2 separate regions of the Anas platyrhynchos genome follow, and region 2 is linked to region 1. The links are chromatin contacts, called in public Hi-C maps. All regions are on one chromosome and are shown on one strand. The core of a region is the stretch at or near the end of the contact, and the rest is flanking DNA. Distances in the headings are between cores, read along the strand shown. Region 1 overlaps ST6GAL2 (ST6 beta-galactoside alpha-2,6-sialyltransferase 2). Region 2 has its middle 12 kb from the start of TRNAK-CUU.

Region 1 (4,274 bases), core at 571-3,070:
TTAATTAGGAGGCCTCATCACAGCCAATAAGACAAGTGCCCAGGCCATCAAGTGACTAATATACATCTTTTGGCAGTCACCGCTCCCCACAGGCTTGCCTGTCTGTTGCTGCCTACTGTACAGCTTGCGCCACAGAAATGATGTGATAATGCTAAAAACCAATTTGGCACTTCCCACACAAGGGGATGAGTGTGCTTCCCCACCCTGGAAATGCAGCCTCCAGCTGTCTTGCCCTATGCCAGAGGTTTCTTAATACCCTGGAATTAGCTGACTAAGAGATGAGGCAGACTAAAGGAGCATTTGCTATCTGTTCAGGCTGCCTAAGCTTTCCATCAAATAAACCCCAGTCTGATTCTCAGCCCTCTGGGAAGGGTTGCCCACAGCTAACATTTGCTACCCCAAATAACCCCGAGGTGACCTTCTCACTGCAAAGCTGCAGCCAAGAAAAACCCTGTTTAACATAACAGTGCACAGCTTAGAACATCAACTTGAACCCTTCTGACCTCTGAGCCGTTGGGGTCTATACAAATTAATTTAACAATAGACAGTGTTGAAAGGGAGGAATGTTTCAAAGGAATAATAATAATTAAAAAAAAAAAAAATCTCCCTCATCCATCTCTTCTCATTTAAGAAATAGTCAGGAGGCCTACTTCAGAAAAATTAGAAGTGCTCCTTGTTGCCAAACAATAGGCTGTACACAGGGAGGGGGTATCTTGCATCTTAGTGTGGTGAAATAAAATTTCCCATCAGTGGGTGCTGCTTTTGGAAAATCGGCCTTTAATTTCCAATGGAGAGTTGATTTTTTTTCCTGGGATACTTTGAAGATACCCTTGGGGTTTGCCTTTATTTTCCATAGATGATTTTAGTACTTCTGTTAAGCAAACACGTAAGTCTCTCCTCTCTTACCACTGTGCTGATTTGTGCCTTGCCTCATGCTTTCCGTAGCTTATGTGCAAGCAGCCTGAAACATCTCTAACCATATTGCAGCTGGGGCTTAAACTAGCTGATGATTGAAAGAGGCCAGCAGAAAGGAGATTTGTAATGAAGTCTTTAGATGCTGGGGCAAAAGATGCTTTTTAATGTGTTTTATTGCTTCTGCTGAATGGGAAACTGGGTTGGGTTAAGTCTTGGGGTTTTTCCCCCAGTTCAGGCTTGCACCTCTGGTCTTCTTTAGGTTGAACTTTGACTTCAGCATTGTCATTGTTGGTAAGCAGGGAGGATTACTGAGGCAGGGGTGTTGAAGTTGGAGACAAGAAACAACACGAACAATAATTTTAAAATTTCTGTATAGATTTGCTTTGACAGCTTGAAAGCTGTATGATGAGCACAGATGAGAGAGATGGAGGTTTATTCCTGAAAGATCCAGTGGACTTCAGTAATTGCATTCACGAAACCACCTGTTTTTCTTCAGTCAGCCAGTGCCACTCATTACGATTGTCATTTCTGGTTTCCTACACAAACACATTTCTATTTGCAGCGGAGATCCAGTGCCTTCGTGAACACACACCCCAGGTGATGCTGGGGGAGACCCCTGCTGAGTAGCAGAGGGGTCTGCTGCCGGCGGGAGGGGGGAGTGTGAGGAGGGGCTGCCCTCTCCTTCCAGACATTGCCAAAAGCAGCCACGGTGAGGTGTGAGAAGCCGCAGAGGCTGGGGAGGGGGGGGAGCTGACTTGATGTTTTGTGCAGAGGGAGATAAGATAAACTGATATTTCTTTGGGCTTACTGCAGCTTTCCACTCACAGCCTTCAAGATCCTATGAGGTTGTAGGGGTCCTCTTGCAACTAATACAGTAATGACCTTGAATTCGCTTCCAGCTCAGCTGTACTGCTGGAGGACAAGGCTTTTCTTGTGAGCAAAAAAACATTAAAGCAGCACAGAGATTTGCCTGCATAGCTCCGGTCTTCAAGAGATTTGAGTATCCTTTTTGAGGCCCCACTTGCAACAAGGGATTGTAGATAAGCTCCTGCGGTAGTTAATGGGTAAAGTTTTTCTGATTTATTCTCACTGGTGTCGCTCCTTTTACTTGCAGCATTGGCAAATATACTGGTGTATGCTGATATTTTATTTTATGTAGATAATTTTTCGCTGAATGATAAAGGTAATCCTGTACTTGCTCACATGTGCATGCCAACTGATACAAATGTTCTGTATGACTCTCTAAGTGTTTGGGGAAAAAAATTATTTGCCTTGATTGAAAAATAATTAATAATGAAACTCATTCCTTTTTCAGATTGCAACCTGAATGTCAAATTTAGGAGTCCAGACTAATTCTTCATGCTGAGGCAGTCTGCTACACCAAGCACACGTTATCGCAGACAATTAGAAACTTTCATATTTGTATACCTGAATTAAGACTAAACCCTTTCTGTTTCTTGTAAATTCCTAGTGATAAGATAAAACAAAACACAGACAACTGGAGAAAAACATGTGATTTTGATATGGGTTATGTTTAAATTATGGTTAGACTTATTGCCTGAGTTGGTGGAAAATATTAGGGACTTCTTCCTTTATAGCTTCTACTTCCTGCAAGCTTGTCTTTTTAAAAAAGATTCTGAAAGATGCTTCCTTTGCTGATCCTCTAAGAAATGTATATTCAGCAGGAGAAACATCTGACTGAGCAAAGACTAACTTACACAGTGGTTTGGAAGCCACGTGCTGAAAAGTGCTGGGGAAACACAGCAGGGAAAATGATAAAAAGGGATGAAAGCAGTTCAGACAGGCGAAGAATGCTGCTTTAAAAATGCAAAACATCTGAACGCTGATGAGTGGGCAGGTTGCAATAACTTGAGGGCAGACCTAAGTTGCACAACAGTCATATACTGAAAGTAGACTCCCACAAGACATAGCCTGTAGTGATTTAAAATTGGAAGTGGAGGGGGGGGAAGCGTTGAGGTACTGCAGGGAACAATCTTGCAGCAGCAGAATGCAACTGGGAAATGGGTCACTTGGAGTAATAGCTTTTTCTTTCCTTGTGGTTTGTGTGAGCTGAGCCAAACATGTGAGGAGCACAGTGTTATTGTACTCATGAATTTTATTGTATTTTTTTTTTGATATATTAGAAATTAAGTTTGTTCACCCAGTTGCGACACTGAATCTTCTCTCTATCTGTACAATGCCTTCAGTCCTAAAGTTAGCTTTATTTATTTATTTATTGTTCTAGGCTTTGCTTAGAGTATTAAAATAGCCCATGTTTAGAAATGTGATTCTGTGGCCTCGCATTCCAGGGGGGTCAGCAGAATCGCTTGTCTGAAGTATCTTTGCTCATAGCACCTACGGTTTGTTCTCGCCTCTGTGTTGTGGTAGGCGATCTTTTCATCTGTGCTGGAACAACTGTGTGTGTGTCACTAGGCTGAAATGGATAAAGGGACTGACCCAGTTTAAAAAATAAAAAAAGCAACCTTTAATACACATTCCTCCACATCCCTACCCCTGTGGTATCAGTGTATCAGGACGAACGGTCCAGTTTATAATATGCCAGCTCAGTAGACAGATGCTGGTAGATGCAAAGGGCAGGGGTAAGGAGAGTGTCTTGCACCAGTGGTACTGCTGGCTTCCTTTTAATGTGAAAACAGCCTCAGCTGCAGCTTTGTTCTAAGCTTGGCACTCAGCTTTGACATACTCAAATAATAGTGTCTGGCGACTATTTGGTCCCTCCTGACCATCAGGTGTAACTAGCCAGTGTGTTATCAGAGGTGTGTAAGCTGTATGGTGTTCAGATGCGGTTTAGTGGGATGCAGGCTCCTGTGGCACAGGCTGCTAGCGAAATCATAGCCTGCCTCTGCTCCGTTTCCTCTTTTCTGACCACACCTAAGGCTTTAAAGTGCCATGGTTAAGTGATTATTGAAGCAAATGGGGTTAGGAACAGAACTCCAGAAAAAGGGGCTTATTTTTAATCCAGATCAAGTGAGTGATCTGTCACTAAATAGTACCTGGAGTTAGTTTCACTGCAGTGTTGACTTAGGCTGAAGATTAGTATGGTGTGGGGAGGTGAATGATAAGTCTTGTGCTAAGGGAGGGCTGGACTTTCTTCAGCTGACTTTTCTACCAAAGTCCACACCAACTAATGACACAATTGAGTTTTTGTAAGGGCATGGTGTGCGTGATGGCCCAGCAATGTGTTAGTGTATTTTCATTGGAAAAAAGCCCCTTCAGTCAGACTTCATTTTGGTTTGGACAATGTGTCCCTCCATTAATACACAAGCTGTCCAAAATTCCCAGGTATTAGTAGAGCACAGATTTCAAGTCTAGGACTAACATTCCTCCCCCATTCCCTC
Region 2 (4,274 bases), core at 897-3,396, 340 kb before region 1:
AAAAAGTAGATGGAGGGTCAGAGCTGGCTATGTCAACATCTGGAAGCTAGCTGGGCAGGAAACCTGTCTATAGTCATGCTCAGAGACCTGTGGTCATTTGTAATAGGAGATAGTGGAGGTTTTCTAGCTCATTGTAATTTAATAATTTTAGTTAAATGTTGAAACAACTTTTGTACATCATGAATATACATTTTTTTCACTGAATATACATTATATTTCATTTTGATATGAGACCACATAAAGTGTACTTATATATGATGTATCATATCTATAGCTGTGGAGGCAGTCTAAATTTCAGCATCTGAATATAAGGTGTAAGCTCATGAAGAATAATGAATAATGAAAAAAAAATCCAAAAAAAAAAAAGCCTGAAACACATCTCTCATTCTTTACATTATCTGTTCTTTTGAGGCAAGCCAGGGAATGACAGGTCTGCCTGAGAGAAGAAAGGAAGACAATGGAAAGAATAGGAGTGTTAAACAGTGAAGCCCTTGGGAATGACAAAGCTTCACAGAAAGGAGGCCAGGGAGTGGCTCCAAGTACTCTTGGGGAAGCAGAGATGCAGAAGTTGAAAATGTGAAGCTAATCCATCTAGAAAAAAAATTAATCTGACACACAAGTGTATGCAATGTGAAGGAAAAACTTCTAGTGCAGTAATGTTGAGAGCAAAGAAGTTGTGCAGGTAAGTATTTGCAAAACTATATAGTTTAGAAGTAAAAGGCTAGTGGAGCACGCAGCTGAGTGGAGGGGGAAGGGGAGACTTGAGGTCATATATGAGGTAAGATGGTGAGGAACAACAGTTCTTTTTAGTTAAAATCATTCCAGAGGTAAGAGTGACTTATTTATTGAAAAGGAGAAAGGGAAGGGGAAGTGGAAGCCTAATTGGCTGATGAGGGAGCTTAGCAAAAATACAAATAGCAAATAATTTATGGGTGAAAATGAGGAACAGGTTATTATTTTATATTAAACAATCAAATAATTTAAAAGGAAAAAACAAACACAATCAATATTCTGATGACTTGTTGTGTTTAAAGGGAGAATAGTGAGTCATTCCCCATGGGGAATATAGAAAAAGAGTGAGAAAGCAAAGTAATAATAAAGGAATGGTGTTAGAAAAGCAATTGTCTTAAGCTGTGCTTAAATAAGAAGGGTGTTGTGAAAAGTGTTGAAAGCTTAGGCTTCAAAGGATAAAACTGAAATCAGTGGCCTAGAGCTCTTTAGCCAGATACTCCCTGAATCACTGCAAACCTCTGGGGGTTTAACAGGAATGACAGAAAGGAACAACGTTCACCCTCCATTGGTGAAAGGGGCTGCTTGAGAGGTAAGGGTGACTGTTCCTCTGTGAGTTCTTGCCTTCTGTTTCTCCTCAGTCAGACCTTGACCTTACACACTGAAAGTTCAGAGCCCCTGTTCTAACATGCCATCTCACATTTTGGAAAAGCCTCTTTGGCCCTCAGCCTCTGGCAGTGACCAGCCTTTCCTGTTGCAGAGCAGGTGACCATGTGTTTGTAGGTGAGGATGTGTTGTTGGGTGAGGGCCGTGTGCTCAGAGGTGCTTCCCAGCTGCTACGTACCATTGTGATTGCTGCAGCATCTCCCAGTTTGACCAGCCAAACATATCCTCTTCTGTGGGACCTGAGGAGGCTCTGTCTTGCTTGTTGGAAAAGAATATGCTGGAGAGATCTTTGAAGATCTTCAAAAGCCACCTGGACCTGACCCTGGGCAACCTGCTCTGGGTGGCCCTGCTTGAGCACAGGGTTGGAGTAAAGGAACTTCAGAGGTGCTTTCCAAACTCTGTGAGTCTGTGAGAGGCATGTAGCTAAGCTGGGAAAACACTGATGTGGGCAGTGTGAATCCTTTCTGAAAATAACATACGGCTTCATAGATGACCTACTTACCTGCAGGCAGGAGGGGAAAAAAAGCACACACTTGTCAAAAGAGCTTCATGCCTTGTTCTGTTTTGATAGTATTACAGAACTTCATTTGCTGTTGGGCAATGAAATGCATCCCACAGGAAACAACATCACCTGCCTTTTTTTGGAAGCACCTATACATCTGTAGGGGATGCTGGCAGTAGGAGCAGAGCGGGCAGTGCCCAGCCCAGCCAGCACAAACTGTCCCTCCCTGCTGCTGTCAAGCCAAGCTGTGGCAGGAAAAGAAGTAGCAGGGTTCCACCTGCCGGACAAACAATCAAACCACTTGCTTCTGAAATAGGAACGAAGGTTTCCATCTGCGGTTGTGTGTTTTTACCTGTGCGTGGCAGAGGGAGACTGGAGGCACAGTTCTGACTTGTCCATACCCAACAGTCTCAGCTGTGTGCTAAGGTGTTTTGATTGCTACAATGTCTCCTCTTGCAATGATTTTCTCTTGAAGCTGATAGATTAGTATCAGAGGTTTCTAGATTTCCTAATTAGCTACAGACCTAAAAGCAATCAGCTTAAATCTATGTACTTGTGTAAAGTACACCACCCTGTCTATTCCACTGCTGGCCACTGAAATAAGTAATATTGCTCCTAAGAAACCTTATTCCTTGTGACTAAGAGGTGCTGAAAATTGCAGGACACACGTTTATAATTAAATTAAAAAAATGCTTCCATGTTAGTCAGAGCTTACTCAAAATCCCAGCACGGAAAAATGAGACACAGTGTTTATTACTCAAATATCAAAAAATAAAACAAAACCAAAAACACACCAGAGACTTACCCCTTTTAGAATCTGAAACTTTGAACACTGGTAACAAATTACTGCTTTTTGATCCCCTTTCAAGTGTTGCCTAAAACACCACTGCAATTGGTTGAATGTCTTTCAGTTTCTACCTGATCTGATTTGTGACCTTGCCTGTTGGCACAGTTTAGAAAGCCAAGAAGCACCATTTTGCCTCTTTGTGGTTTTATCTCAAGTTGTGTTCGTTGCCTTTGGACATCCTGGGGTAGATATTGCCTCATCACTGAAAGTTGGAGCTGCTTCAAGCCCTGTTACAATTCTGGCAATTCCAGCTACAGGAATTTTTCACTATGTTGGGGTTCTTTTGAGAGAAAGAGAAGCTAAGCATATACATATATAAAACTTTATTTAGAAACATATTATGTATACATAATGCATACATTATATTGCAGTTAATGACTTTATTTCCATAGATTTTTCACCCAGTTTCTTGCCTCCTTTGGAATATTGAATTGGACAAAGGGTAGAAGATATTGGAAATGGTGCACAGACTGCTAGAAAGTCATTGATTTCCTTTTTCTCTACAACATCACTTTACACAACACACCTGTCAGCAGAACACACCAGCAACACCAATTAGTAAGCATGTTTCCACCAAACGTTGTGCATGTCAGGAATACACAGAGCACTAAAAAGAGAAAAAAAAAATCACAAATGCTGGCAGATGAGTCTTCTGCTTTTATAATACCATAACAGCACCAGAAGAAAAAAATCAATACTGATCTGTGGAATGCAAATCTGCAGAAGTCAAGGATGCCTGCAGTTAGAGTATGTAAACAGTATCTAGTTCTGTGGCAGAACTGATTAGAAGCACCACTTGTCCTTGAAAGAGCCAGATAACATATTTTAAAATCAATCTGTATCTGAATAAATGTACAATTGAAAGGCTCATCAAATCTCCAAGCTTAAATGGGTTCTTGTTACAGGTTAACCATGATGTAAAAGTAGTATTAGACTTCCCTCATTGCCCTCTTGAGACTCACTTTCTCACCTGCTATATATCAATCACACACTTGAGCGGGGAGAGAGATGCCACCTTCTGGAACCAGTTAAGTGTTCCCTCTTGATTTCAGATTTATTATCTCGGCAAAATACTGCAATTCTGTAGGATGCAAAGATAAAACCAAACCTTCTCTGCACAGGACTGCCAGGATATGATTGACAGGCATGCTCATTAGACTAAACAACTGGCAACTCAGTGCATGAAGGAAGGACCATTCCAAAATGCAAATTTGGAGCTCCCATCAGCTGGAGATCTGCAAGTCAAGTTGTTGCTTTTCTGCTCCAGCAAGAATATTAGCTAAGTACAAGAAGCCAGATCATGACATTGTGAAAAGAAAAGAATATGGACCTGAAGATTATACCGAGCATCTTCAGGTAGTGGTGGAAGAAATGCTGTTACATGTACTGTGTACCTGTGCTTTATTGGTAAAGGATGGAGAATGTATCATGCACTGTACTTGTTCACCAGATATGAAGCTTTAAAATAATTTATACAACCTTCAACCTTGGCTTTAAACTAGTAGGACTGCTGTCATCTGTGTACTGATG

What was found. Hi-C and Micro-C count contacts between places; a contact is called where the count stands out from the background.
Region 2: a contact with region 1 is called in a Hi-C map of F1 follicle, with 4 times the contacts expected there. The contact joins two enhancer-like sites. A contact is called at or near these places in 2 of 8 Hi-C or Micro-C datasets (F1 follicle and subcutaneous adipose tissue).

What each region holds. Positions count from the first base shown.
Region 1 is chr1:143,157,592-143,161,865 of IASCAAS_PekinDuck_T2T, reverse strand. All of the region lies in intron 1 of ST6GAL2 (ST6 beta-galactoside alpha-2,6-sialyltransferase 2), which reads left to right. Among named protein-coding and RNA genes, the nearest start is that of ST6GAL2, 150 kb to the left of the region's middle. Within about 2 kb of position 1,820, at least 4 of the 8 cell types and tissues checked have an H3K27ac peak or open chromatin away from gene starts, as enhancers often do. A contact at or near this core is called in F1 follicle, where this site is marked.
Region 2 is chr1:143,498,218-143,502,491 of IASCAAS_PekinDuck_T2T, reverse strand. No RefSeq gene overlaps it. Among named protein-coding and RNA genes, the nearest start is that of TRNAK-CUU, 12 kb to the left of the region's middle. Within about 2 kb of position 2,146, at least 1 of the 8 cell types and tissues checked has an H3K27ac peak or open chromatin away from gene starts, as enhancers often do. A contact at or near this core is called in F1 follicle, where this site is marked.